4 separate regions of the Mus musculus genome follow, and regions 2, 3 and 4 are each linked to region 1. Evidence: chromatin contacts called from public HiChIP or PLAC-seq, Micro-C and promoter capture Hi-C data. All regions are on one chromosome and are shown on one strand. Each heading gives the region's core, a stretch centred on a gene start, on an enhancer-like site or on the middle of the called end of the contact. The rest is flanking DNA. Distances are from core to core; before and after follow the strand shown.

The links. Promoter capture Hi-C pulls out the DNA fragments that hold promoters and counts their contacts. Hi-C and Micro-C count contacts between places; a contact is called where the count stands out from the background. HiChIP or PLAC-seq counts read pairs in DNA pulled down with a chosen protein or histone mark.
Region 2: a promoter capture Hi-C map of pre-B cells shows a contact between it and region 1, with 2.3 times the contacts expected there. The contact joins the promoter of Atp8b3 here to the promoter of Gpx4 in region 1. A contact is called at or near these places in 2 of 39 promoter capture datasets (liver and pre-B cells) and 1 of 115 datasets of contacts at active chromatin or transcription factors (pancreatic cancer cells).
Region 3: a contact with region 1 is called in a Micro-C map of embryonic stem cells, with 5 times the contacts expected there. The contact joins the promoter of Mbd3 here to the promoter of Gpx4 in region 1. A contact is called at or near these places in 2 of 39 promoter capture datasets (liver and pre-B cells), 2 of 484 Hi-C or Micro-C datasets (both in embryonic stem cells) and 5 of 115 datasets of contacts at active chromatin or transcription factors (double positive thymocytes, embryonic stem cells, extraembryonic endoderm stem cells and 1 more).
Region 4: an HNF4G HiChIP or PLAC-seq map of pancreatic cancer cells shows a contact between it and region 1. The contact joins the promoter of Adamtsl5 here to the promoter of Gpx4 in region 1. A contact is called at or near these places in 1 of 484 Hi-C or Micro-C datasets (rod photoreceptor), 2 of 115 datasets of contacts at active chromatin or transcription factors (embryonic stem cells and pancreatic cancer cells) and 1 of 9 other capture datasets (pancreatic islet).

What each region holds. Positions count from the first base shown.
Region 1 is chr10:80,050,504-80,057,663 of GRCm38.p6, reverse strand. It overlaps Gpx4 (glutathione peroxidase 4), which reads right to left and starts at 4,099. Exons shown (of 7, transcript NM_008162.4): 1 at 3,949-4,099; 2 at 3,056-3,150; 3 at 2,820-2,964; 4 at 2,545-2,696; 5 at 1,717-1,741; 6 at 1,565-1,624; 7 at 1,225-1,478. The coding sequence starts at 4,032. The coding sequence ends at 1,446. Sbno2 (strawberry notch 2) reads left to right here. Exons shown (of 32, transcript NM_183426.2): 32 at 1-672. The coding sequence ends at 248.
Region 2 is chr10:80,535,827-80,542,986 of GRCm38.p6, reverse strand. It overlaps Atp8b3 (ATPase, class I, type 8B, member 3), which reads left to right and starts at 3,863. Exons shown (of 28, transcript NM_026094.3): 1 at 3,863-3,971; 2 at 6,173-6,228; 3 at 6,640-6,731. The coding sequence starts at 6,183. Rexo1 (REX1, RNA exonuclease 1) reads left to right here. Exons shown (of 15, transcript NM_025852.3): 13 at 1-79; 14 at 163-422; 15 at 506-2,061. The coding sequence ends at 594.
Region 3 is chr10:80,396,877-80,404,036 of GRCm38.p6, reverse strand. It overlaps Mbd3 (methyl-CpG binding domain protein 3), which reads left to right and starts at 4,506. Exons shown (of 7, transcript NM_001306143.1): 1 at 4,506-4,819. The coding sequence starts at 4,806. It overlaps Uqcr11 (ubiquinol-cytochrome c reductase, complex III subunit XI), which reads left to right. Exons shown (of 3, transcript NM_025650.2): 3 at 882-1,040.
Region 4 is chr10:80,345,555-80,352,714 of GRCm38.p6, reverse strand. Adamtsl5 (ADAMTS-like 5) reads left to right here and starts at 4,267. Exons shown (of 13, transcript NM_001285435.1): 1 at 4,267-4,359; 2 at 5,090-5,158; 3 at 7,012-7,160. The coding sequence starts at 7,071.

The DNA of each region.
Region 1 (7,160 bases), core at 2,850-5,349:
TCGCCTTCCCTTCGCTGCCGCCCCCAGACCCCAGCTCTCTGATGCTGGGTGCTAGAGACCCTGCTACCAACCCTGTGGAGCTGGCACACCAGAGCTGCGACATCAATTTCAGGGAAGTGTTGGAAGACATGCTCCGCTCTTTGCGCGCGGGACCCACCGAAACCCCTGCACCTCTGGTGGGCGTGGGTGGCGGGGGCACAGAGCGACAGAGCGTCATCCACTTCAGCCCACCCTTCCCAAACTCTTAGGCTGCTACTTCAGCCTCTGGATTACAACTGTACTGGGCAGCAAGGCCTATGGGCTCCTCTGCAAGCAGAGGCTCCCATGACTACTGAGGTGCCTGGCCACAGTGCCTTCCCAGCCAGTGGGGAGTGGGGCCTCTCTGTGCCTCACCTGCTACAGCTGCGCAGCCTAGAAGCCGTGGGGCTTGGTTGTCCCAGAGAGCTGGTAACTCAGGAAATCGGTGCTCGGGCCCCGCTGGCTATGGGGGCTCCACGGGGCAGACCCCGTTAATATATGCAATCCCCTGCTCCCTAAATTATTGTCACCCGCCTCTCCCCAGCCCCGGAGTCTGTGGGCAGCCGGCGGGCCCTGGTTTCTATGTATTTATAATGAACTCGTGTACATATGTAAAGATCTTTTTTAAAATATATGTGCCTTTTGCTTACTTTGTGCTGTGGCCTACAGGTCAGTGGAAGGGGGGATCTAAGGATCACAGAGCTGAGGCTGCAACCCCTGCAGAGGGGTTGGGGAAGGGCAGGTCTTCAATAAGTCAGTGGAAGACCAGAGGAAGGCAGCCTAGGATACTTAGCCCATAGTCCTAAGATCACTTAAGACTGGAAGCACAAAGCTCACAGTTCCACGGGGAGTGAAAAGGCCAATAGTCCAGAAGGGCAGGGGACATTCTCAAAGCTGAATGATACCACTCTACCTACTCACCGTAGGTAGTCACCCCACAATCCCCCCAGAGAACATGGGATGTGGCAAACTCAGCTCTGCGGCAACCTTGGCTCAGCATCCCAGACCTCAGGCCTCCTAGCAGGTTACCACCATCCTTAAACAGCCCTGTCCACATCCTGGTCCTTCCAGCTGGCCTGGGCAGAGCCTTGGGTTCAGCAGGGACCTTTGAGCAGCCGACCCAGACCTGTACCTGCAGAGTCCTGGAGCACAGGCATTGCCTTCTGATCCCCACTGCTCAGTTTCTGACCCAAAGACACACAGCAGCACATTTCTACATTTTATTCCCACAAGGCAGCCAGGGTGAAGCTCGAGCCCAGGGCCACAGGCCTCTGGACCTTCCTCCGGCAGGGATGCACGCCAGGTCCTCAGGACTGCCCCACCAGCAGGCTGGTTTTCAGGCAGACCTTCATGAGTGCCGGGGTGGAAGGCTCCAGGGGTCACAGGGCAGGGGGGCTCGGTGTAGGGGCACACACTTGTAGGGCTAGCTAGAGATAGCACGGCAGGTCCTTCTCTATCACCTGTAGGGAGATAACTCGTTCAGACGTGCCCCTCAGCAACTGCACACAGCCCTGGCTCGGGCTGCTTTGGCAAAGGTAATAATTACCTGGGGCTCCTCCATGGGACCATAGCGCTTCACCACGCAGCCGTTCTTATCAATGAGAAACTGTAAGACAGAGGAACATGTGTTGACAGTTGAGCACCAGCGTGGAGGAGGGAGGGGAGCTGGGACACATTCCCACACTGTATGCCACTTACCTTGGTAAAGTTCCATTTGATGGCACTGGGAGGGGAGGGGGAAGGAGAAAAAAAGAATGTTTACAAGTGGTACCTGCCAGGGCATGGTGGTACACAACTTTAATCCCAGCATTTAGAAAACAGGCAAGTGGATATGAGAGTTCTAAGCCAGCCTGGTTGGACATAGTCTGTTCCAGGCCAGCCAGGGAAACTGAAGCTGTAGCTCCCTTGGTGGTTAGAGGAATGCACTGCTCTTCTGGGGAATGGGCTACACTCCCAGCACCGAAAGTCTGTTAACTCCAATTCCCAGGACTCACAGGCTGTCTTCCGGCCTTGGAGGGCTTCAAGCATGCATGCATGCATGACACAGACTTGCATGCACACAAAACGCATACACAAAATGAAAATAATCTGGCGTGGTAGGGGCAGACAGGCCAAAGACTGTGAGCACTGGCTGTCCTTAAAGAGCACTCAAACTCAGCCCCCAGGCCCCACTTGGTGGCTACCAACCCACCAACCCCAGCTTTGGCAAATTCCATGCCCTCTTCTAGTCTCTGCAGACACTGTACCTACGTGGTACACATAAATACACTCAGACAAAACACCCATACACATAAAATACAACTAAAGTCATCTTTGAGGCTCAGCCAGGTGGTGCACACCTTTAATCCCAGCACTTTAGCAGGGCAGGCAGATCTCTGAGTTCTGACCCAAACTAGAGCTACACAATGAAACACACACACCCCCCCCCAAAAAAAACAAGGAAAAAAAAAAAACCTAAAAATTTGGCACCTGCTCCCCACCCAGGTCCAGAGCCATCTGTCCCCTCCCTCCCCCAGGGCCACTCACTTTCCCAGCATGCCCCTGCCCTTGGGCTGGACTTTCATCCATTTCCACAGTGGGTGGGCATCGTCCCCATTTACACAGATCTTGCTGTACATGTCAAACTTGACGTTGTAGCCGGCTGCAAACTCCTTGATTTCTTGATTACTTCCTGGCTCCTGCAGGAAGCAACATTTACTTGGAAGATACACTACACTGTACACTGAGACACACACACACACTGACACAGCCCCCCACCCCCACCCCGTATGAGGGGCATTGCCTGGGGAACAGCCACACACCTGCCTCCCAAACTGGTTGCAGGGGAAGGCCAGGATTCGTAAACCACACTCAGCATATCGGGCATGCAGATCGACTAGCTGAGTGTAGTTTACGTCAGTTTTGCCTCATTGCGAGGCCACGTTGGTGACGATGCACACGAAACCCCTGGGAGAGAGAAAGAGTGGGAATGAAGCCAGTCAGGAAATCCCCATTTTCAGACCAGCCATGCACACCGCCCATATGACTAGAAACCCACCTGTACTTATCCAGGCAGACCATGTGCCCGTCGATGTCCTTGGCTGAGAATTCGTGCATGGAGCGCGCACAGCGCCAATCATCGCGGGATGCACACTGTAAAACAGGAAAACTGAGTGTCCTAACCCAGGTCCCCTAGGGGAGAAGAATCCGGTGCCAAAGAAAGAAAGTCCTGGGGCACTAGGTGGAGGAGTCTCAAGGTTCCTTCCATTAAGTACGCCCCTTTCAGGTCGTCCTGATAAGATCTGTGGACACCCCTAGAATATGCTACCAGGGAAGAGGACGGCAGGGGTATCCCTGGCCGCACACCAAGCCCAGGAACTCGGAGCTGTTGCAGTACTGGGGAGGCTCTTGCAGCAGAGGCCCCGGGTTGAAAGGTTCAGGAATGGGCTCCATCCGGCGAGGGCGCGCCCTCCTGCGGCGGCGCGCGCGCGCTTTCCTTCGCCGAGGGCCCGGGCGTTTCCTAGGACTTTGGCGTCCAGGTCCACGGCGTCGCCGGCCTCTCGGGGATCCGCCGCGCTGTCTGCAGCGTCCCCGCTTGCGGGCGGCCGCGCGGCCCATGCCCGCCGGTCTGTGCGTCCCAAGCACAGCGCGGGGACAAAGAGCCGGTAGCCAAGGCGCCGCCGACTGTGACGCACCAGGCCGGGCAGGGCGCGTGACCAGGTCAGAGCCCGCTATGGTGACCCCGACACCGGTTCTCACCGCCCAAGGACCTCCCGCGCCGAGGCCTAGCCTTGTTCAACCCCGGAGATGCCTATCAGGCTCCGCTTTCCCACCTGGGTGCCCCCTTCTCTAGCTAACCGATCCCACGACCCCTGATCTCCACCCTGGATACGGTGACCCGACTCCGAACCCCGCCCCCACCCGCGATCCTCCAAGTTCCCAGTAGCCCACCATGGTGCCTGCCAGACCAGGCGCAGCCAGAGCCCCGCACAGCAGTGCTGGCTTAAGTAAGCGGCTCAGACGGCCCCAGCTCATCTCGGCGGCCGGAGCCAGCGGCTCCTCCCCTCACGCAGCCGACCAATGGACGCGCGAGGCCGAGTATGGCTTGCCCGCCCTCGGGCACGCCCACTGACGTCTCTTATTGGTCAGATGCGCCTGCGCTAAGACGCGAGGCCCCTGCAGCCAATGGGAAGCCTGAATGAAGGGACGGCTTGGGCGGGGCTGGGCTTACGAGTTTGTTGTTATCAGCAACTGCGCATGCCCAGTGATAGGGACGCGGGAGAAACGGGAGCCGCGTTCTCGCGGACGACGCGTTGGAGGGCTGTGGACAGTTATCCGCGAGGTTGCCTGCAGCGGAGCAGGGTGCCAGGGCGCTTTGGGGAACCTCTGGGAATAGAAAGCGTGTCAAAGTCATCCCCTTAAAGAGCCCCTTTGAAAGTACAGGAGTCTCCTTTTTCTACTGGAAACAGAATCTCATGTAACCCAGGCTAGCCTTGGACTGTTTATATAGCAGAGGATGACCTTGAACCCCTGGACCGCCAGCCTCAGCCTACTGAGTGCTGGGATCTCGGTGTCGGCCAATCCCCACATCCCTTCCATTTCTATTTTCTTTATCAGAGGTTGCCTCCTGTAGCTCAGGCTAACCTAAACTATGGAATGGCAAAAGTGTGCTGCCATGAGGTGTAGGGATGGAACCCAGAACCTGCAGCATGCAAGTGAGGGCTCTCAACCCATTGAGTCCCGAACCCCAGATGTAGCTTCTCCCCCCCCCCTCGACCCCCAATTTTACAGTTCAGCCGGTCTTAGAACTCAGCAATCCTGCCTTAGACTCCTAGGTACTAGGGTGATAGATAGGTCAATGACACCAGGCCCTATCTTGTCACCTGTAGATATTGATTCCTGTGAAGTTGATTTGAGGGGGTGATAAGAGGGCTTGGTGAGAAAGCCATTGCCATGAAAACACAGGACTATGTCCCAATCGAAGCACCCACGCAATCTGGTGCACAAGGATGCTCTTGTAATTCCAGAACCTGCGATTCCGAGGCTGGAGCATCCCTGCAGCTAAGTCAGGTCACCCAAGTACTCGTGGTCAGAGAGAGAACCTGCCTCAAAACCAAGATGGAGATGGGCCTAGTGGTCACACTCTTAGCCCCAGCCCTTGGAGCCTAGAGGGCAGCCTGGTCTGGTAAGCAAGTTCCAGGTCAGCCAAGGCTACAGTGAACCCTGTGTCAGGAAAGCAAGGTGGCAAGAGACATATAAATAGTTACTATTGTCCTCAGAGGTCCCTGCCTACATCAAAGAAGCCACAGGTCTTAGGGGCCTAAGTGAGAAGCTGAAGGCCCAACAGTTCCTCCTGCAACTTCACCTATGGCCTTGTCCAGCCCCCACAGCTCTCAGCCCAGCACTGGGCCCTTTGCCCTCCCCGTGTCACAGGAGTGACTCAGGACATTCCTCAGCTCAGCTGCCTGTCCACGCCCTCGCCTGGACTCTAATCCCTTCAATCCTCTTTTTCTGAACCCTGGAGTAAGCCATCCGCGAGACAGGAGCCCTCCCGGGGATCTGGGTCCAAGGGAGCTCACGCCCCACGGGCAGACACCCCCCCCCCCAAGGTTAAGATGATCTGGGGTGTCAGATACATTCTTGCCCAATCCTGTCCTGTAAGTTCTCAGTTGCCCTGAGGGCCCCCCCCCCCCCCCCGCCTCAGGAAGTCAGCTGTTTCCTCCCAGCCCCCAAGCTGGGGTGACACTGAGAGTCACTGAAGACCTCTAAGGGACTTGCACTTGAGCTTTAGCTTAAGTTGTAAATACACAACACACCCTCACAGGGCGTCTCAAAGGCCCGTACTTCTGGACGAGGGGCTGGGGCTGAAGGGCTGGGGCTGAAGGCGGCCACTCAGGAACCCAGCCCCAGGCTCTGGGAGGGATCTGCATATGGAGTGCCTTCCTCTCCCAAGTGACCCCAACTTCACCCTAATTCAGCCAGTTGGGAAATGAAGATCTGGGCTTCTGCGAAAAGCTACTTGGCAGTTCCTGAGAAGCTACCAGCTTCTGGACAGAGCCTGACTTTTACCTCATTGTTATTTTGGAGACAGGGTCTCACGTAGCCCAGGCTGGCCTGAAACTCACTTTGTAGCCAAGGATGACCTTGAACTCCTGATCCCCCTACTTCACCCTCCTGAGTGCCTGCCGGGATGACAAGTTTGTTTGTTTATCGGGTGCTGGGTGTGGACCCCAGGTTTTACACATACCAAGTGAGGCCTTAAGCCCCAGCCTTTGTTTCTAATTTCCTTTGTTTTCTGAGACCAGGTCTCCAATTTCCCCAGGCTCCTCGGAGCTTCTCGCCTCTTGCTCCCCAAGCACTGGAAAGACAGAGCCATTGCCACCAACAGGGGACCCTGGGAATGAGAAGCCGCGGTCGTGGACAACCTGCTAGAAGGACTTAAGAAAGATTAAGTTATGCAAAGTGGAATTTAACTAAGGGAGTGCTCCGGGTAGAGCAGCCACCTAGGGACAGTAGGCCGGGCCGCTAAACGGAGGACAGAGAATAGCCTTCAGGTTTGTTATTAAGATTAGCCAGTTAAGGGGGGGGGGATTAAAAAAAAAAAAAAGAAAAAGAAAAAAAGATTAGCCAGTTAAGCTTCATCCCCATAACAAAAGGAGACTGACTCCGGGCTCACAGCTGGCCTGTAACCGGGTCCCCCCATATCAAAGCCCTGGGGTTCAAAGGTGGCCCATGAGTCCTGTGGCTAGTCCATCCCCTCTTTCCTCAAGGCCACTCGCAGGAAGGGCGGGATTCTGCCAGGCAACAGGCCCCTAGTCTGTGACCAAAAGACTGAAATTATATTTAAACTGTAAATCTCCCCCCTTCGTCCAAACAGCCTTGGAGTTTCTGCCTCTGTCGAACATGTTTAACTGCTCGAAATAAGTTGGGGCCGTGAAACCATACAAGCGGAGGCAACCTCGGGTGGAGGCCCCTTTGGGGACTCTTTCTCGGAGGTTCTTCCCTATCAAATCATCTGCACAGTAGATATTTACATTACAATTCATAACAGTCACAAAATTACAGTAGCAATGGGAGGTTTATGGCTAGGGGGTCACCACAACATGACGAACTGTATTTAGGGTCACAACGTTAGGAAGGTTGAGAACCACTGGGTTAAGTGG
Region 2 (7,160 bases), core at 2,614-5,113, 490 kb before region 1:
CAGTTGTGGACACAGACATGCAGGTCGTGTATGACACCTTTGTCAAGCCTGACAATGAAGTTGTTGACTACAACACCAGGTGTGTCCCGGCCTACCGCGGGACCCCATCCTCGTTCCCATCCTGCCCGGCCCGACGCCCCTCTTGCATCCGGCCCTCTGCAGGTTCTCAGGGGTGACAGAGGCTGACCTTGTGGACACGAGCATCACGCTGCGGGACGTGCAGGCTGTCTTGCTGAGCATGTTCAGCGCCGACACCATCCTCATCGGACACAGCCTGGAGAGCGACCTGCTGGCTCTCAAGGTCATCCACGGCACAGTGGTGGACACGTCTGTGCTTTTCCCACATCGCCTGGGCCTGCCCTATAAGCGCTCCCTGCGGAACCTCATGGCTGACTACCTCAGACAGATCATCCAAGACAATGGTGAGGAGCCAGGGCCCCCGAAGTGGGGGAAGGGGAGGGGAGGTATGGGAGTAAGGACTGTGCTGAGCATGTCTGCCCTGTAGTGGACGGGCACAGCTCCAGTGAGGATGCCAGTGCCTGCATGCACCTTGTCATCTGGAAGATCCGAGAAGATGCCAAGACCAAGCGATGACTCCCACCCAACATTACCATGTCACCCCCCTTCTTCCATCCCTGGCTGCCCTCAGCCCCAATCCCTCAGCCCCGATGCCCTCGGCCTCTTTTCAAACTCTGTAATAAAACATGACAGCTGACCACGCGTCTCCCAAGCTCCAGCTGCAGGTCTGCAGTGAGCAGCCCAGAGTCGGGGCTGAGACCAACCCTCAGCCCAACCCCACACCTGCCCAACGTGACATCACCTCCTTTCCCAGTCCTGTCCCCTGGAGCCTGCTGCAGCCCAGGGCAGAGCTGGCCTAGCCTCTGTGCCCCAGTCAGGCACCCCCACTCTTACCCCAGCCCACTGCTCTAGACAGTGGGCTCTGCCTTCTGCTTCTTTGTATATAACGCAGGCAACAGGACAAGCCCTCATGGTTTGAGACAGGGGTTGTCTTTTTTTACTTTATACTGTTATTTTTATTAATTTTTAATTTAAACCTGCTGACCCGCACACCTCCTCAGCTGAGGGGTCCAACCCTGGTACCGCTGGGATCCAGGGACCGAACCCCACATGGTCAGTCCCATGGGCCTGGATGTTTGCCCTGCCTTGTGGGGTAGCTTCCAGAACTCACCCTAGCCCACCAGGGCTCCCCAACCTCAGAGCCAAGCCAGCCCTTTGGCCTGGCCTTCCAGGGCCTCTGGGCTGTCATCCTGGGGGCTATTGCCTCCCTCTGTGAGTAGAAACAGAATAAATGTTTGTATGAACTTTAGATTTCATAGTGTGTGGTGCTTTGGGGGCAGACAGGATCCTGACACACGCCATGTGGCCCCTGTCCCAGTGGCCAGGGTCAAGAAAAAATGAAAATGATTCCCTTGCCAAAAGCAACTCTCACCCCATGGGCCCATGCCACCTAGCTGTGGGAACTCTGTGAGACAGCCCCAAGCTCCGGGTAGGCTGTGCCTGCTAGACCTCCCCTGAAGGTACCTTGCTGTTGTCCCTGATGCAGGCTGATGGCATGCCTTTACTCCTTTTTGCCTGTTATGATCTCAGTTACTCAGACAAGGTCCAGGGTAGAGACTGGGAGCCCCTGCCGCCTGGTGTCCTGAGGCAGGGCCTGGCCATCAAGGCCACTCTGTTCCCATGTAAGGAAACAAGTTTTGTAGTACTCACATCCAATGTGACCTCAACTTGATTGGCTGCCTCTTGGCAGTTATCTGTGGGCAGAGTAGGCTGGCTGGAGTTAGACCCTGGCAGGATAACCGGGGTCTGATGGTCAGGGTCCTGTGGGAACCTAGTCCCTCAAGCTTCTTGGAGGGACTGCAAGCCAATGGCTAGAGCAGCTTCCAGGGGCTATCTACATAGTGGGCATGCAGGGGCTACAGGGGCCAAGGGAGCTTCCTTGGCTAAGCTAGGCTTCCACCCTCAGGGGTTTCCTTGAGCACTTTGTCCCCTCTTCTACCTTCTGTAAACAAGTTTTTAAAAACAAATAAATGGTGCTAATGTATTCACAAAGCCCAGGTCTGTCCTGGGAGCTTTAGTGTGTGTCTCTGCCTATCTACTGTCCAGTTCGTGTCAGAAGAGCAGCCAACAAAGACCTTAGCTAACCCTGGCTCTGCCCTGAAAGCCAGAGGCCTGCACTCGAGGGAGCCCTCTCCACTGTGATTACCCCCATCCTCTATAAGTCAGGGTAGGGGATCTCCCCAAAAAAGGCCATCATAAAGATGTGATCAGATGCTCACCGAAAGCTGAGTGAACCGAGTAGCTATTTCCTCAACATGCTCCAGGGACTCAAAGCTTCCAGAGTTTGCTATTCTGGTGGAGGCTTGGTCCTGAGTGCCGTCCTTATCCCAGCCACCAGTTCATTCATTTTATGCCAGCATACACTGGGAGACAGGAGGTGGACATAACCACTGAGGGCTAGGTTAGAGGCAGGGCTGACTACAGCCTCTTCAGGGTGTACCGTGGCCAGCATCCCTGGCATACATCCACTGTACACAGGTATCAACATAGCCCATCAGTGCCTTGTGGGCTCCCTTTCCCACTTAGGCATGACAGATACAGACCTGGCTCAACCGTGCTCACTGGTGTGCAACCTTCCCACTCCTAATCCCCAATTCAGCAATGTTTAGTTGGGCTGGAGTATACTGTGCTTAGTGTGCTTGGAAGATGCTCTTCCCAAATGCAGGAGATGTAGCTCAGTGAGAGGCTGCTGTCATTATATAGGGTGGAGGATTAATCTGCATTCCCCTACATAATAAAGCTTGAGACCAGTTTGAACTTAACTCCTGCCCTGCAGAATGAAGCTCAGACCCACCTTTTCTGAGCCTGTCCCTGATACCCCAGCCATGCCCTAGTCTCTGCCTCCCTCCCTGGATCATGACTTGACCCTTTTCTTCTTTTCTCCTCCTCCTCCTCCTCCTCCTCCTCCTCCTCCTCCTCCTCCTCCTCCTCCTCCTCCTCCTCCTCCTCCTTTTGGTTTTTCAAGACAGAGTTTCTCTGTGTAGCCCTGGCTGTTCTGGAACTCACTCTGTAGACCAGGCCTGCCTCTGTCTCTGCCTCCCAAGTACTGGGATTAAAGGCATGTGTCACCACTGCCTGGCTTGACCCTTTTCTGTTCTACGGCTGGCCTTATCTTGGCCTTGCCCGCAGAGATTCCAGATGCCAGACCCCTGCCTTTCCTCCCTGACCTCTTCCCAAGGCTTTCCTGTCCTTTCTAGTTTACCCAAACCCCCTCCCTCCTTCCTTCCTTCCTGGCCCTTGACTCATGCCTCCGCCCACAAAGCATTGTCCCATCCTTGAGATGTAATACCACGCTCACCAGGAATAGACTCCCCTGGAAGCCTGGTCTCCGCTTTTTTTTTTTTTTTTTTTGAGACAGGGTTTCTCTGTATAGCTGTCCTGGCTGTCCTGGAACTCACTTTGTAGACCAGGCTGGCCTCGAACTCAGAAATCCACCTGCCTCTGCCTCCCGAGTGCTGGGATTAAAGGCGTATGCCACTACGCCTGGCTGTACAATTAATTCTTGCTCCACCCATAAGCCTGGTTTGTAGCACAAGGTTGGCTCTGCCAAGCTCCTAAAACACGACTCCGCCCACGAGACCTGACCACACCCCGAAGACTCAGCCACGCCCACAACTCCAGGCTCTACCCTTACCCTCTGTGCCATTCAACTAGGCCCCACCTTCTCCAGGCCCCGCCCCTGTCGCCTGGTCCTATCCTTCTCCTGCCCTTAAGCTGCAGGCCTTAAGGCTCTGGTAGGCCCCGCCCCCTTCGCAATGCCCCGCCCCACGAGCCCGCGCCACCCGTTTCAGACCCGTTGGCACCAGGCTAACAGCTCCACAACATCGGCGGCCCTGGACGCCGCTGGCGGCCCGCCCTAGGCAGCCAGGCCCCACCAAGCCCGGCCCTCGCAGGTGAGCACCGATGCTCACGAGTTGTGCATCCTTGGGCGCCACTGTGACCTCTCTGTGCTCTAGGGGTCTTGGGCCCGGATGCCAGCACTTGAGACAGGAGATGGTGCCCCCTTGAGGTTCATAAAACCAGACACCGAGGTGGAGCTTACCTACAGGACAGTTTGGTGACCACTAGAGTTCACTAGGGCTGTGCGTCATGGCCGCTGGGGAATACTGCTAATGGGGTGTCTGGTGAGTGGGCAGGAACACTTTGGAACAGGAAGATTTTGGAAACTTTGAAAAACATTGGAAAGGAAGACTGAGTGCAGTAGCAATTCTCAACCTGGGGAGGGTCAAACGACCCTTTCACAGGGGCCACCTAAGACGATCTGAAAAAAACAGATATTTGCATTATGCTTCATGACAGTAGCAAAATTAGTCATGGAATAACAACAAAACCAATTTTGTCGTTGGGGTCCCCACAATATGAGGAACTTATTAAAGGGTCATAGCATTAGGAAGGTTAAGAACCCCTGGACTAGAGTGTTCCCTAGAATCAAGATCTCTTCACACATCCTTCCCACACCCTCTCCAGCCTCAGTTTTCCTCACGTGATAATCAGGGAAAAGCCCAATACCCAGAGCTGGTGCTGAGCCAGGAGGAGGTGGGGCCCCAAGATGCCCTGGGGAAACACATGACTCAGACACCAGGACTCCTTGTCCTGGGGGAAATGTGGGTTCAGCAGACATTAAGACAGTGAAAGCTCTAGAAGAGAGGTGACCAGAGGCAAGATGGGGGACACCCCAGCTGCTCAGGAAGCCCCCAGGAGGCGCATGATTCCCACGGGCCGGTCTGGGAAGTACAGAGTGAAATTTGGAGGGTGAGGAAGAAATCCACCAGGCAGGGTGGTGACAGTGGGGGGCATATGGGTAAACTGGGGGACCGATGGGGTGAGTGCTCAGGTGGTGGTTGAAGATCTGCCCCCCGGGAAGGGAGCAGGGAGGACCCATGTCACCAGGTATAGGGCTGTCTTAAGTTACCAGACCCAGCCAGGAGTGAGAGCACAGGTCTGTCATCCTAGCTCCTCCAGGAGGCTGGAGCAGAATTATGGGTGTAAGAGCAGCAGAGTGAGACCCTGTCACTACACTTAGCAATCCCAAGGCCAGATCTTTTTGTCTCCCTCCTCCTCCTCCTCCTCCTCCTCCTCCTCCTCCTCCTCCTCCTCCTCTTCCTCCTCTTCCTCCTCCTCCTCCTCCTCTTCTTCCTCCTCCTCCTTTGAGACAGGCTTTTGCTATGTAGGGCAGAGTGTCCTTGAACTCACAGCAACCCACTGACTTGGTGTACCAAGGGCAGGGATTAAAGGGATCTGGTGTGGTGCCAACACACCAGATCTATCTTAACATGGCTCCATGCTCATAATATACGCAAGCCGTGAGCTGTCACATATACAACCCCTCAGCTCCGTGGGGTCAGTCAGCAAACATGGACTGAGCATGTGTGGGGTGTGGGGTGGGCCTTGCAGGAGCAGGTGGAACAGGAGGGGCATGGAGGAGACTGGACGGGCCAGCCACAGCTTCCTCACTAGGGCTCGAGGCTACAGCATCTCAGAGGTGGGGTTCCTTGCCTCAGGTGACCAGCTATAGATGGGGGATGTAATGCTGGGTCCTGCAAGTCCAGAGAGCAGTTCTGAGGTAGACATGAGAAGGTGAGATATGCATGTATGATAGATAGATAGAGAGATAGAGAGATAGAGAGATAGAGAGATAGAGAGATAGATAGATAGATAGATAGATAGATCCATCCTCTAACCTATACCCCAGCCTTTATTTTTTTTATTGATTTTTGTGAATACCTAGGGCTACTTCTTTTCTTTTCTTTTTCCTTTTCCCGTTTTATTGGATATTTTCTTTATTTACATTTCAAATGTTGTCCCATTTCCAGGTCTCCCTTCCAGAACCCCCTATCCCATCTCCCCACCCTCCAGTCTTTATTTTATTCCAACACAAGGTCTTGCTGCTCACCCCCGAGCCAGGCTGGGACTTGAAGCCATCCATACTCGTGCTTCAGCCTCCCTTGTGCTGGGATTCCCTTGTGATTGGCTTTTGCGGCAGTATTTTAGAGAGCAGATCTCAAGGTCCATGAGGGTAGTGTCAGACACCATCCAGAAGCACTGGACAGCCAGGGTGATTGTGACTTAGGGGTCTTTCTTCCCCACTCCACAGCCCCACCGGCATGGATGGAGTTCATCTCGGGGAGAACCTTGAGGATAAAGACACAGGTGCGGTCTCACATCATCGGGATGGCAGGATGGAGAGGGAGGAGAAGCGGGGTGACAGAGGGGTACCCCTCAGCCCTCACTAGAGACTAAAATGGGGTTATGTCCTCAGTCTGTCCGGTGATGAGGAGTTGCTGGGACCCTGATCCCTGAGTGGAAGTGGCTTGAGGGTACTGCACACTGAGAATCCACCCGTCACGGTTCCTCCCACCCAGCGCCCGATACTAGGAGCAGTTGGGCTCAGCCGTGTTCCCTTGTCCAGTCCTGATGTTTACCAGCTTCCTGGCTTTACATGGGCATCTACTGTACCTGGGGCCCTTGGGGGCCTATTAGCCCTCATGCTCCAGGGCAACGCTCTGGCAGTTGTCCCTGGTTGAGCCCCAGAAGTTCCAACCTCCTGCTGTCTCCCCGCAGAGTTCACCTGGGAGGTGAAGGCCAATGACAGAACCTATCACAAGCAGTTCAAGAAGAAGGGCTTTCTATGCTGGAGGCAGAAGAAGTACAAGGTGAACCGCCCGCTCGCTGCCCCTGGTCTGGCACTGCTGCTCCCCGGGGCACCCGCCCCGTGCCTAACCCCAGTTGGTGCGAGGGTAGGGGGTGAGGGAGCCACCCTGAGAGTTCTCGAGTTATTTTTTGAAATGAGATCTCACTAGGTAACTTAGGCGGCACTAAAACTCCGTATTCTCCTGCCTCAACTTCTCTAGTGCTAGGATTAGCCGCCTGTAGCACCAGGCCCAGTTTAATTATTTTTGCAGGACTAGGAATGGAACCAAAGGCCTCCGAAAGGCTGAGGGGAGGGACTCCATTCTCTGACCACGCCCCCAGGCCGCTCACTGGCGGACCAAGGGCGGGGCTACAACTCCTAGCCACGCCCCCAGCAATATTTTATTAAAATTCGGGGTGACTTTGAATTCCCTCTGTCGCCCAGGCAGGAT
Region 3 (7,160 bases), core at 3,257-5,756, 350 kb before region 1:
GTTCCTTGTATCTCTTGGAATACATTGCATGCTGAGGGCATGCAACACTGTGTCCCCATCAAACCACACCAAACTGGCTATTTTGCTAATGTTGGTAGCTTGTTGCCCAGAGTACAGTCCTATTTAGACCACCTGACTTGTGTATATGTGTGTATGTGCAAGTATGTATGTGCACATGCACACATAGGGAGGCCAGAGACTGAGATGGGAGCTTTCCTCTGTCTCTACTATCTATCACCTTTAATCAGAGTCTCTCACTGAACCAGAAATGTGCCACTTTGGCTTGGTCCTGGCTAGCCAGCACCTTCCCAGGGTCAGCCTGTCTCTTGCGGCCTTGTCCCTAAAGTGCTGGGACTATAAGTATATATAGCCATGCTTAGCTTTGATGTACTACTGGAGATTTGAACTCAGTTCCTGGTCCTTTCACAGCAGGCTCTTACTGGCCATCTCTCTAGCTTGTCCACTTTGTGTTTTAAGGTTCATGTTTGTGTGTGTGTTTGGGGGCTGTACCTGCAGTGCTCACAGAGGCCACAAGGGGGCATCTGACCTGAAGTCTGGTGGTTATGAGCTGCTGTGTGTGGTTGCTGGGAACTGGACCCAGGTCACCTCTCCAGATCCATCCATACAGGTCTCTTGTTGAACTGGAGCTCCTGGATTAGGTAGACTGGCCAGTGAGCCTCCTGACTTTTTGCATGTCTGCTGGGGGGTGGATGGAACTCATTTCCTACCTACTTATTGCTCCTCCAACCCTCTCACTCCATCTTATAGACAAGGGCCTTGTAGTGTGACACTGCTGGCATCACTCCCAGAGCTCAGAGGCCCTGGGCTGCCCGAGCTGGTTCAGTGTGCTTAGCTTACTCACCCTTTGTCCCCTCCCCCAGGTACCATGTGCCGAGGCCTCAGACACAGCGTAGTCCTGTGGAAGACACTGAGGAAGCTGGACACTGGAGAGGTCTGCACCGCTCAGGGAGCTTCCATGTTGACAGACACTAGGGCTGCCTTGATGGGTGCAGCATTAAACCTTATTCTTATGCCTTGGACGCCTGGCTCCTTCCTCATCATCTTCCTCAAGGCTTTCCGTGCTCAAGGGAAATTCGTCTCAGCCCCCAGCACTTGCACGTCTGGGAGAGTCTTTAACAAGCAGAAACCCTTACACTACATTCAAGTGTTTTCTGGGTGGAAACTGCACATTGTTTTCTCTCAGCTGGTCTGATAAATCACTCCCAGCTTTAATGCTTTTAAAGTAGTATTCACGGCCCCTATTGGCCACCATACCCAGCTAGAGCAGGGCTCCTTCCTTCCTGGTTTTGTTTGTTTCTAAGACAAGTTCTTATATAGCCCAGGCTGGCCTCACACTCACTATATAGCTAAGTCTGACCTTAGACTTCTCAACCTCCTGCCCCTGTCTCTCAAGTGCTCATGCAGCTGTCCACTGCCATGCCTGGTGTTCATGGAGCCGAGGATGGCCCCTGGGCCTTCTTGCATGCTAAGTAAGAGCTGTGCCAGATCAGCCACAGCCTTTTGGTAAAACTGCTGTCACCAACCCAGCACATACATCTCGGTGCTTCATAACCCAGTATGGTCAGATTTCCAGACAGTGTGCACTAAGTGATTTCTTGTCTTAAGAAATCCTGCGAAGCCGGGCGGTGGTGGCTCACGCCTTTAATCCCAGTACTTGGGAGGCAGAGGCAGGTGGATTTCTGAGTTTAAGGCCAGCCTGGTCTACAGAGTTAAGTTCCAGGATAGCCAGGGCTACACAGAGAAACCCTGTCTTGAAAAAACCAAAAAAAAAAAAAAAAAAAAAATCCTGCATACGTCTCTTCCCAGCACTCTGGGTGTCAAGTCAAAACAACCAAGAGTTCCATCCAGGTCACCAGCCTAGGCTACTGAAGACCTGGTGTCAAGACAAATTAACACCACAGAAGAGGCTAGAGATATCTCATATTTCAGGGGTTGTGAACTCTTGTTCTTTCAATGACCCAGGTTCGATTCCTGACACCTAGTGTCTCCAGTCAGTCCCATATCCTCTTGAGGCCTTCATGGGCATCAGGCACACATGATGAACAGACAAGACGTGTAAGCTAAATACTCATAAGCATAACTCTTTCCCTAGGCCTGGGGTGCAAGCCTGACATTCCAGCTCCTCAAGATGCTGAATGGGAGAAGGTGAAGTGAGGGCTGCTGGAGCCACTTAGTGAGTGGAGCCTGTGACTTGAGGGTGGACAACCCTGTCTTCATGCTTGGAAGGCTGAGGCAGGGTCAGGAGTGGGGTAGCCTGGGGCACACACAGCTGAGTACAACTCTTGTGATCTATCTGATTAGGGTTTCCACTGCTGTGAAGAGACACCATGACCAAGGCAACTCTTATAAGGACAACATTTAATTGGAGCTGGCTTACAGGTTCAGAGGTTCAGTCCATTATCATCAAGGTCGAATGACAGCATCCAGGCAGTTGTGGTGCCCGAGAAGGAGCTAAGAGTTCTACATCTTGATCAGAAGTCAGCTTGGAGAAGACTGATTTCCAGGCAGCTAGGTGGAGGGTCTCTCAAAGCCCACCCCTCCAGTGACACTCTCCAACAAGGCCACACTTCCTAATAGTGCCACTCCTTGGGCCAACCATATTCAAACCACCACACCATCATACCTGAGCGCAAGCTCTGACCTATTCACACAGTAAGATAAACTCAGGAAAGTTGTCAAGATCAGAAACGGCTAGGGATGGAGCTCCTTTAGGGTGTACAAGGCTCTTGGTCCATCTCCAGCACTTCATAACTGTCACCCCAGCTACATAGCAAGGTTCAGGACATCCTGGGCCACTTAAAACCCCTTATTGGTTTAAGAATAAAAAAGATGGAAGGAGAAAGACAGTTGAGTAACCAGCTTGGCAAACACGCGTGAGAGCCTGAACTTCCTTGCCCGGAGGCTGCATGTCTGAGACCTCCCTTCCTGCCAGCCCAGATAAAGCAGTAAGCTACAAGCTGAGAGACCCAGTCTGGGGAAGTTAGATGGTTCTGGATGGTAAGAGGCACAGATTTTTAAAATTCAAAAATAGAGAATTGAGAACCCCAGTGTCAATTTTCTGCTGCCATTCTCACATGCAAAAATCTGTCAGACACCAAGCCTGGCTTAATCCCAGCACCTGGGAAGCAGGGGGCAGAAGGATCTCGGAGTTCAAGGCCAGGGAAAGCTACAAAGTCAGACTCTGACTCAAAAATACAAAACACTAATCCCAGCCTCCATGTCCCCCTGACCTTCTTCACTGTGATCTGATCTCTCCTCCTGATCTGGGGACCCAAATCCTAGCTCATAAAATACAGTTCCTGAGCTCCAAAAATTGCAGGCAAGACAAAGATCTTTAAATGTGTTGTGATTTCACCTCATGATCCCTTGGCAGCTCTCCTTGTCAGGGAGGGTCCCCTTTCAAAGAGAGGTCTTCCAGGTACTGTATAATGGAAGCCTGGGTGAGAAGGTAGTTGGCCTTCAGGCATGTTCCCTGGGTAAGTCTGGCTGGGCCTGAGTGGCAAAGCAGCCGACAGTACCAAGCAGGAGTAAGTGACCCCCCAGCTCCCTGTCCTCAGGGCTGCGGTAGACAAGGGGCGATAGTGCGAGTGACTCCATTCACTAACTTAGAAACCAGTTTTTGGTTTTGTTCTTCCTTCTGATGCTGGATCTAGTAAACTCCAAGCTGGTCTTGAAGTGCTTGATCCTCCTTCCTCCACTATCCCAGTGCTGAGATGGCAAGCACGTGCCACTATTCCTGGCCTGATTTTAGGGTATTGCTGTGTGGCCCAGGCTGGCCAGGAATGTTCTAAATAGGTTCGTGAGCCATCAAACTCAGGCTGGGGTGCAGCCTAACGGCAGAAAGTCTACCACGTGTAAGGTTCTGCTTTCTATTTTCAGTACTGCTGCAAAGAACAAACTTCTTAAATAGTTCTTGGTGAAGCCGGGAGTGGTGGTGCATTTCTGTCCTCGCAGTAACGCAATAGAGGCTGGGGCTGGAACAGCCGAGAGGCCAGAACGAAACGCAGAGGGAAGCAGGACTGCGTCGAAGGCCCCGAGTTGTACTCGATCTTTTTCACAAAGCCCAGGCGGGTCCCTGACAAACGCACACTGCGCAGGTGCAGCCCAGCGCGACCCCAGGACCAGGACGGCAGCTCGGGCGAAACTGCTCCAGCTTGGTACAGACCAGGTGCAGCACACACTGTGCTTCCGGAGTCTAGAGCGCAAACGCAATGGTTGTCCCACCCCGGCCACGCTGATTGGCTGTCCTTGTCTCAGAGCAGATTTATATGAGAAGTTAAGCACAGAACGAGGTTCTGAGCGCTGATTGGTCTCCATGCCCTGTGGGCGTCTCCCGCAAGGCGGGACGTAGCCAACTGTGCATTTTAAGCCGAGGAGCTGAAGTGATCTGATTGGCTTCACAGCCTTGGGGCGGGTCTTGAAGGCAAGCGAAGGCTGGGTCGGGGCCGCGGCTGCGCAGAGAGTCTGGACGGCAGTCAGACTGGTCCTGCGAGCGCGAAGGGGCGGGGCCGACTCCACGCCTGCGCAGACGAGCCCCACGCGCGGGCGGGTGGGCGGAGCGGCCCCCCTAGCGGGGGCTGTGAAGCGCGGGGAGGGGGCCGAGCGGGTGGCGAAGCCGGCGCGCGCCCGGCTGGGGGCGGAGGGCGGAGGCCCGTGGGACAGAACAGCTGCGGCGAGTGGCGGCGGCGGAGGGAGCCGAATCGGCGACGAGCCCGGGGGTCGCAACTTGCAGAAGCGGCGGCGGCGGCGGCATCGGCCACGGCGGGCGGAAAAGCCGGGGCGCAATGGAGCGGAAGAGGTGGGAGTGCCCGGCGCTCCCGCAGGGCTGGGAAAGGGAAGAAGTGCCCAGGAGGTCGGGGCTGTCGGCCGGCCACAGGGATGTCTTTTACTATAGGTGAATGAGCGCGCCGGCCGCGCAGGGCCCCAACGGGCGCCTCCCAGCGGCCTCTGCGGCGGCCTGGGCGCCCCGACTGCGGGCCGCGGTCTGGGCCGGGCGACGTGCGTCCGAGCGTGCGTCCGAGCGTGCGTCCTACGTGCCAGCTGTGGTCAGTGCGCACGCGCCGGCCATGGCTCGCCTCAGCGCGCATGCGTTGAACCCAGTGCCTTGCCTTTTGCTGATCCGCGCCACCCAGCGCTGCTGTGAGTGCGCGTGCGCCACGCCTGCAGCCAAGGCTTCAGCCTCGTGGCTTTTAGCCCGCCTGTGGCGCGGGCTTTTGTCCTCCAAGGAATCGGGGACCGTGCGCGCCGTGCGAGGGGCGCCCGGGCCTTGGCCAGACGCCGCTGGGAAGCGGGGGTGGGAGGGGGATGGGCTGACCCTTTGACCCTCGCGGGGACTTTATCATGGTTTCGGGAAGCAAGGGAACTGCCCCAGGTGGCCTGATCCCCTCACCTGCATAAATTTGGGTTTGGCTTCTTGTTCAGCAAAATGTCCCCCATTTTTATGGCGTTTCCAAAGCCCTTGCTCTTCTTGAGCGGTGGCCCCAAATGTAACATCACAGTGGCTTCTGACTAATGTGAATGTGGTTTTTGTGTGCAAGACTTTTTTATGAATAAGTCTGCTCTTTAAAAAATATTTTAAATTTTTTATTTATTTAATGCATGAGTGCTCTGCCTGCTTGAAGAGAGAGCATCAGATCACCCAATAGAAGGTTGTGAGCCACCATGTGGTTGCTAGCAATTGAACTCATGACCTCTTAGCCAACTCTCCAGCCTTTTTTTTTTTTTTTTTTTTTTTTTTTTGAGGCAGCGTCTACATAGACCATATTTGCAACCTTTTAATCAGGGCAGTGAAAGCTGTCTATCTGAATAATAGCCAGGCAACCTACACCTGCTGTTCTTCCCCAGTTCTATCCCCAGTGGTGTGAATAGAATCCTGGGCCGCATGCATGCTGCCCTACGGCTGGAGCATCTACCTTTTTAGCCGACTGTAGTTGTCCCTACTCCACTGCACCCGGAATTGGGTGGTGCATTGTGAGTTGAACTGCCTGGCCCTTTGGTCTTAAGGAGTCGTGGGTTTTGGCAGTAAGGTTGGAAGCCAGGGCTAACTTGGGTTCCTTTCAGACTGCAAAGAGGGATGGGGTTGTTGCTTCTAATAGGTCTGCAGTAGGTAGGGTTTTTCCCAGTAGGGCTACATGCAAATGGTGCCCTGTGTGCATGGGACTTCCTCCCCTTCTCCCTTACTTGCAATGGGGCCAACACCTCTGAGAGATGATCCAAAGACACCTTGTCCCCAAGCTGTACCTGTCCCACTTGTCTCATCCCCCACAGCTGCTAGCTCACATCCATGCCCCAGAATAGCCACCAGTGCTTTCCAACGCATTTGTATAGACAGTCTCTTCTTCACGGACTCCTCCCACATACCTTGGAAACACTTAGGGCTGGAGAGTTAGGATGTCAGCCCTGGGTGTACTATGGGCCTATCGCTGGATGAGGGCAGCTCAAACTGTCCCACTCAGCAAGCTGTTGGGCACACTCCATGTGCACACAGACCTACAGAGCCGAGCTCCTTAGGCCCTGCACAGAAGTGCTGTCCCCACCCCAGCAGCCAACAGCCTTGTGACTCGGGTTGGTTTTACCTTTTTATTGGTCTTGCTGTGTAGCCCAGGCTGGCCTGGAACTTGTGGCTCCTCCTTCCTCTGCTTTTGCTGCAAGAGGGGCATATGCCATTGTTCCTGTTTAATAGGGTTTTGTTAGGGTGATCAACCTGCATGCCAGAGTCACTTGTTAGGAGGTGGAGGGGTTTTACCATGTTCTAACTGGTGGAGGCCCTGTCAGATTGGATTTTAGAATATTTATCTTTTAAAAGGAGGCCCAGGGGCTCTGGCTGGGGCTTAGTGAGTAGAACATGTGCCTAGCGCTCAGCCCAGTCCCAGCCACATGAACCAGGTTTCCCTGTGCCTGTCACCAGTGCATTGAGACGGTGGGGACGGGATGACCAGGAATTCAGTCATCCTCAGCTACAGCAACCTGGTTAACAAGAGACGGTTGGGGGAGGGCGGTCCTTTGCCTTCACTGCCCCATGCTCTCCCCACTCCCTGAGCAGCTTCCAGTCCCAGTCAAGTGTCCAGTAGGGGTCCATGCCGAAGCTTGGGACAGCATGTGGGCTGCGGTGCCTCGTCCTAGTGCCCCATCTCAGCTGT
Region 4 (7,160 bases), core at 3,018-5,517, 290 kb before region 1:
GGACGTAAGCTGAGTCCATCTCAGAATAGCCAGGAAGCTCGAAGTTTTCCACGCTGTGGCACCCTCCAGGCTCGGGTGAAGTGAGGCTCCTGTGTCCCTCACACACCCGTCTTTCCCCTTCCCTCTCTCTTCCTGCAACTTCCCATGCCCACAGCAAGCCTATCCCACCCCAGGACCTCAGTTCACAGAGTTTCATCTCCAGAGCACTCTTTCTAGGACAGCCAGTATCCACTGGATGGATGGATGATGGACACACAGTGTGACCCACCCACACGCTAGAATATCATGCAGCCACAAACAAGGGTGAGGCTCTGGAACATATGTTACAGCTGGAGGATCAAGGACATAATTCCTAGCCAGGTGGTGGTGACACTGAGGAGGTGGAGGCAGAAGTCACCCTTATATTATGATCTTATTGAGTCCTTGTTTGCCCCCAGAGTGGGTTCTCCCTGCTGGGTCAGGTTTGCTTGGTCCTTGTGCTATTCCCTGAGTCGCCCAAGTTACTGCTGATAGAGCTGATGTCCTCAGGGGAACTATGTCCTAAGTGCCACTGCCCAGAAGGTGGGACTCTTGCAGCAAGGCCCCTCCCCTGCAGCCCAAGCTCCTCCCCTTATCTTCTTCCGGAGGAATCTGGCATCGACCTTTGATCGGGGACATTGTTCAGGGACATTGTTCGACCGCTGAGCAGGGTGTTGTGTGGCCATTGGAACTGGCCAGGTTTCTGCAGGAGCGATCCGTTTTTTGTCTGCGTGGGTCTTTTTGCTAATGGCAGTGTCAGCAGACGTGGGGGTGGGGAGAGTGGAGAGTGATCCAGGCACGGTGACACATACCTGTCATCTCAAAACTCAGTAGGTAGAATCAGGACGATTCAGGGTTTAGGGTGAGGGTCTCAAATCCAGCCTGGGCTACTTGAGACTTTGCCTCAAAAAAAAAAAAGGCATGGGAACTGGGTGGGCAGTGGTGGTGCAGGCCTTTAATCCCAGCACTCCAGAGGCAGAGGCAGGAGGACCTCTGTGAGTTCGAGGCCAGTCTGGTCTACAGAGCTAGATTCAGGACAGCCAGAGCTATACAGAGAAACCCTGTCTTAAATAAAATTAAAGTGGGATGGGATACATAGCTGTAACTCCAGCACTGGGTAGGGAGCTAGGAGAGAATCCCAGGCTCTGGCCTCCACACACATGTGCACACAACAGGGACACACACACACACACACATACACACACACACACAAGCAACCCAAACCCAATGTTGCCAAAGTAAAGAGCATTGGAGCAATCTCGCTCGGTGTGAGAACTCCAGCCTCAGACCCGCCCTTCTTTCTCCTCGATCTTCTGCAGTTTTGGGATTGACAATGCAGCAGGTCCCAGGAGCGCAGGGTCAGCTACCAGGAATATACAAACCGAACTAAAACCTTTTCTCTATTCGTGCGCTCCCAAGAGGAAAGACAGGAGCCCAGAGCCTCCCAATACCTATGCATAGGATGACCACGACAGTGTGGGTTCGATTCTGCCCCAACCCCTGTGCCATGGGGCAGATGGGAGCCCCAGAGAGGTTAGAGTCTGGATAGCAGTTACCGGACCCCAGTGTCCTTGGGAGGCAGAAGGGAACATGTTGGGGATCAGGTGGCCTCAGGGATTTCAGGAGAGTTCCAAGGGCTGCACGGGGCACCACGAGGTTCTCCTGTGAACAGGCCTGACAGCCTCCGGTCCCCACTTTGGCGACCCTCACTCTGGAGTTCAGGCTGGCCTGGAACTCAGCCTGTAGCTAGTGATGACTTTGAACTTCTGATCCTCCTGACTCTACCCTCCCCCATTCTGGGGTGTCAGGTGTGTATAACCTCTGTGCTGGGAACGACACCCAGGCTCTGTCCGTGCTCGGTGATGCTTGTGCCAAACTCAAACATCCTATGCAGCTGGGGATAACCTCCAACTCCGATCCTCCTACCTCCGCTTATCCAGTGCTAGGATGACAAGTGTGTATGGCTACACCCACTTGTTAAATGTTTAAGTACCTGAGTCAAGCTGTTGGCCATTTGGTTTGCAAGCTCTGGTCTTACAGATAGCTGAGAGTCCCACTAAGCCCTGTCCCCTGCCCCAATCCCATCCTGGCAGAGGTGAATGGGTCCTAGAAGGCGCTCCGAGGGTGGTAACCCGGCTGGAAGTGGGTGTGGATCAGAGCTGTCCCCAGCAGGCTGCACTGTCCTGAGCAAACTTAGGGGAGCTCTGGAGCCCTGGTGCACCCTCTGCTGGACTGAGTCAGAACTGCAGGGAAGTGCCCCACAGTGCCTGCTGTGTGCACACCCTGCAGAGCATACCACCTTCTGTATATGCTCCTGTATGACACAGTGCCCGCTCTATGGCCTCCTTGTAGGCCTCAGCTTTTGACGGGTGCCGGCTTCACTGCGATAGTCTGCTTTAGGAAAACTGGGGAAAGAGCCATGTTCACTGGACACACTCTCTTCAGAGCGTAGTGTCTACTGTAGGCAGTGGCTGCACAGCAAAGTGCCTACTGTATGCTATCCCTGCAAGGGAGAGGGCCTATTGTACATATGCACCTATTGTATATACTGTGAGCTATATGCTCGCTCTGCCAGACACAGTGTTTCCTGCACACTTGTATCATGAAGGACGGGGCACCTAATGTATACTCCCCTTCAGTGCCTACTATGTGCACTACCTGGATAGTATATCTGTTGCATATTTTCTCCTGTAAATCTATGTCTGCTGTATATCCTCCATGCAGAGTGCATGCCTACTGTATACCAGGACAGAGTGCATGCCTACTGTATACCAGAACAGAACTCCTACTGCACGGGCCCCTCTCTCTCCCTAACACGGTCCTCATCTTTGCTTTGCTGAGGTCCCTTCCTTTCACAGCAGGACGTCAGGATTGTCTCTCATTCTCCTGCTGACCCTGGCTAGGCCACCCTTGCCTCTAGCCCCTTTAGTGGTTATATGTTCTGTAGGGGTTCTCCTCACAGCCCATGCCTGGCCTTAGCATCTTTTCTTCAACAGGATGATGGGTGTCAGAAATCGGAGTCATGGCCATGCATGGCCACCTCCCCACACTGGGCTTGGCTGCTGGGCCATAGCTGTGTGCACACAGTGACTTGCATAATAATGTCACGGAGTGGTCACACTCAGAGATGTTTCCAGCGGCTGTCCTGTGCTGAGCCCTGTCCAGAGGACCTCCCTGAGGCAGGTGTATACAGCAGACACTGTCCTCTATGTGTAGTAAATACTGCAGGCAGTCTGCTTTTCAGGGAGTGCATACAGCAGGCACCGTGCCCTGTGAGGAAAGCGGGCCAGAGGTCAGCCAGGTGGGCTTCCTAGAGGAGGCGAGTTCAGCGCCCAGGAATAGCATGGTCCACACAGCACTGATCATCGCAGTGCGGCGTCCTTCTGCCCGGCTGCCGGGAGGCTACACGAAGGCGATGGGGTCAGGGGGTCCACAAGAGGCTGGCAGAGTGCCGGGAATGGGAAACTGAGGCGGAGGGCTTGAGGCCAAAACCAGTGGAGAGAAGCAGCACTGGCGTCCAGGCCTAGAGGGCGGGACCGGGTGGAGCATTGGTGACGGCAGCGCCTGGGAATGTGGGGCAGGGAGGGTCCCTCCGCCCCCAGCGGGCGCGCGGGGCCTCGTGAGGGGATGCTTGGGACTCGAGTGAGGAGTCGGGGGGCGGGGGGGGTGGAGATGCGAACCAAGGCAGGAAGGTCTAACTGGGGAATGATGTGGACCAGCGTGGAGAGGTCTAATTGGGGGTAACAGGGACGGGGTGGGAAGTCCCAGTTGCAGGGATGATGGAGACCTGGGTTGGGGTCCCAGGGATTGTTGGGACAGAGCTAGGAGCCTGGCCTGAGTGGGTGATGGGGATGAGGAGAGGAAATCTGGCGTATCTGGCTGCGGGGTGCTACGGAGCAGGACGGGGTACTGAGAGTGAGAGGGCGCCCTGGCATGGACTATCCCACCCCAAGCCCCAGCGCTAGGCACATTCCCTGGCCCTGAGCGCGGCGCCCGGAATAGCAGTCCAGTCACCCCCGCGCACCGCCCCGCAGCTGCACTTCCCAAGGTCACTGGCACCCAGGATATCAGGACCAACGCTGGGCCGCTGAGCTGCGCTGTCAGACACAGTAGGTCAGCCCCCTGCCGCAGGTCCGGGCCCAACGCGTGCGCCCTCTCCTGCCGCACGAGGGCGCCCTTGGCCTGCGCCCTCGGTGACCCCAGCCTGGGCGCGCCTAGGAGGCCCGGGTGGGAGGGATCGACCGAGTTCGCAGTCCCGCACTTTGGGGCCCCGCCGCTTCCGCCAGTCCCCGGGGCGTCCCGGGGAAACTTGGACGTATTGCCTTGGGCTCTCAGCAGATGGTAAGTCCCTCTTCCCATCCTGCCACTATTCCACCCGGTGTGGCGGCGGGGATGAGATTGGTTTCTTTCCCTGCTCGGAGCGAAAGCAGCAATCCCTAGGATGGTGGGTGAGTTTGGGGGTCGCACTTCCTACGGGATGGGACTGAAACTCAGGAGACCGACACCCCAGTGACTGGTGCACCAATGCGGGAGAGGGATGCAGTGCTAGATGCGGTGCTCGGGAGAGGGCATTGACAGACATGGGTAGGAGCCCCCCTCACGAAGGGGGTTATGAGATGGCCTTCCCCAGCCTCCTTCTTCCTTCCTTCCCGGGACAGCCCAGTTTCTGGGCCCGCAGAAGGAAGGGTCCGGCGAGTGTCTTGAAGCAGTTCCCGTGAGTTTCCAATTTACAGCCATCTCGGTCCCAAGGTGTCCTAAAGGACATCAGATTGGCTGACAACCGGAGAGACCCTGGTTCCAGCCGGGCCGGGGTACTTTTGTCCTCCTTACCCCTTTTTCAGGTACCTGGACCCTGTGGGCTGCAGATCTTTGAGAGCCCGTGTGCCCTTCAGAGAGCCTGGCCCGGGCCCAGAAGGGACTCACTTCATCTTGGTTCCCTTCCCTCCTGGCTGGTCTTGCCAGGCTGGGATCACGAGGAGGAGGGCGTCGGCTGAGAATGACTTCATCCGGTCTCTACAGTTGGGGAAACTGAGACCTCCACTCAGCCCCACCCTGCTCTTCTTGTCCGCAGATCCTCTAGGCACCGCAGCCCGCAGCTCTGGCAGATGAGACCATGACCCACGTGTTGGCAGGAGGCCAGGTCAGCCGCCCAGCGCCTGCCACGGGGTGGGGTTGGGGGTGGGGAGGAGGTCCCTTAGGCTATGGGGTACCTGGGAGCACAGCGGTCCCCAGAGGCTGGGGGGCAGCTGGGAGGGGGACATCCATTCCACCCTGAGTTTCTGGATGAGCCTCCATTAATTATCCCTCTACAGGCTCTCAGAGACTCAGGGATGGGGTTCCGCGGGTTTTCACTGCACAGATGGGGAAACCGAGGCCTGGAGAAATGGAATGGTTGGTTCCTGGCCACCCAGGAAGGTAGATGAAAGGGGTGACTAAACTTGCAGCCACCTAAAAACTGTCCTTAAAGGATTCCTTGTGCATTATAAAAGAACACACTGGGGCTGGTGAGATGGCTCAGTGGGTAAGAGCACCCGACTGCTCTTCCAAAGGTCCTGAGTTCAAATCCCAGCAACCACATGGTGGCTCACAACCATCCGTAATGGGATCTGACTCCCTCTTCTGGAGTGTCTGAAGACAGCTACAGTGTACTTACATATAATAAATAAATAAAAATCTTTAAAAAAAAACAAAAACAAAATAAAAGAACACATTGTCTATAGGAAGAACTGATTAAGGTGGGTGTGTGGCAGTCCAGGACTAGCAACTTTGTCCCAGGAGGCTAAGGGAGGAGGATTTTTCAGAGTTTGAGCCTAGCCTGAGCTACAGATCAAGACTCCCATCTCAAAAGGAAAGCAGAAGCCTGTCCTAGAGCAAAAGCCCAGTGCCCACTGTCCAGGAGCTAGTAGGGGAGGCAGGAAGGTCACGAGTTCAAGGTTATCCTTAGCTACTCAGGAAGTTTAAGACCAACCTGGGCTACAAGACCCTATCTAAAAAAAAAATAAAAAAGAAAAAAAGAAAGCTGGGCGTGGTGATGCACGCCTTTAATCCCAGCACTCGAGAGGAAGAGGCAGGCGGATTTCTGAGTTCGAGGCCAGCCTGGTCTACAAAGTGAGTGCCAGGATAGCCAGGGCTACACAGAGAAACCCTGTCTTGAAAAACCAAAAAAAGAAAAAAAGAAAAGCACGTGTGCAAATCTTTAGTCCCAGCACCTGGGAGGCAGAGGCAGGCGGGCCTCTGTGAGTTGACAGACCAGCCTGGGCCACATAGAGAGTTTTGGGACAGCCTGGATTACATAGCGAGAGTGTCTCAAATAAACACAGGAGGAGGTGGAGAGATGCTCAGTGTTCAAGATCTTTTTTTTTTTTAAGATTTATTTATTTATTATATGTAAGTACACTGTAGCTGTCTTCAGACACTCCAGAAGAGGGAGTCAGATCTCCTTACGGATGGTTGTGAGCCACCATGTGGTTGCTGGGATTTGAACTCCTGACCTTCAGAAGAGCAGTCGGGTGCTCTTACCCACTGAGCCATCTCACCAGCCCAGTGTTCAAGATCTTACCTTGCTCCTTAAGAGAACCCACAATTGGTTCCAAGCACCCATGCCAAGTTGGGAGCAACTGTAGCTCAGCTCAGCGAAGGGAGTCAATGCTGCTGGCATCTTCCAGCGCTGCACTGTGTGCATGTGTGTGCACGCGTGTGTGTGTGCATGCATGCATGTACACATGTATGTATATGTATGCTGTTTTCAAGACACAGTGGTCCTGGCTGTCCTGAAATTCACTCTGTAAACCAGGCTGGCCTCGAACTCAGATCTGCCTGTCTCCCAAGTGCTGGATTAAAGGAGCGTGCCCTTCTACAAATAACATTAATTTTAAAACCAAATAACAACACATACAGTTCCTAGTTCCCCACCCTGTGTCTGACCTGAGCCTATAACGCCCTCAAGGCTTTCCAGAGATGGGGCAAGGCTGCTGTTACCTCAATTGTTTTTAGAGACAAGAGGACCCAGAGAGGTTTGGCTACCATCGAACACACAGCCAGCCAGGGCTGAGATGGCAATTCACCCTGACCCTGCTCTTCACTGCCTCTTGGTAACCCTGTGCTCCCTCAAACCCCGCCTCTTCCCGCTTCTTCCGTTCTTG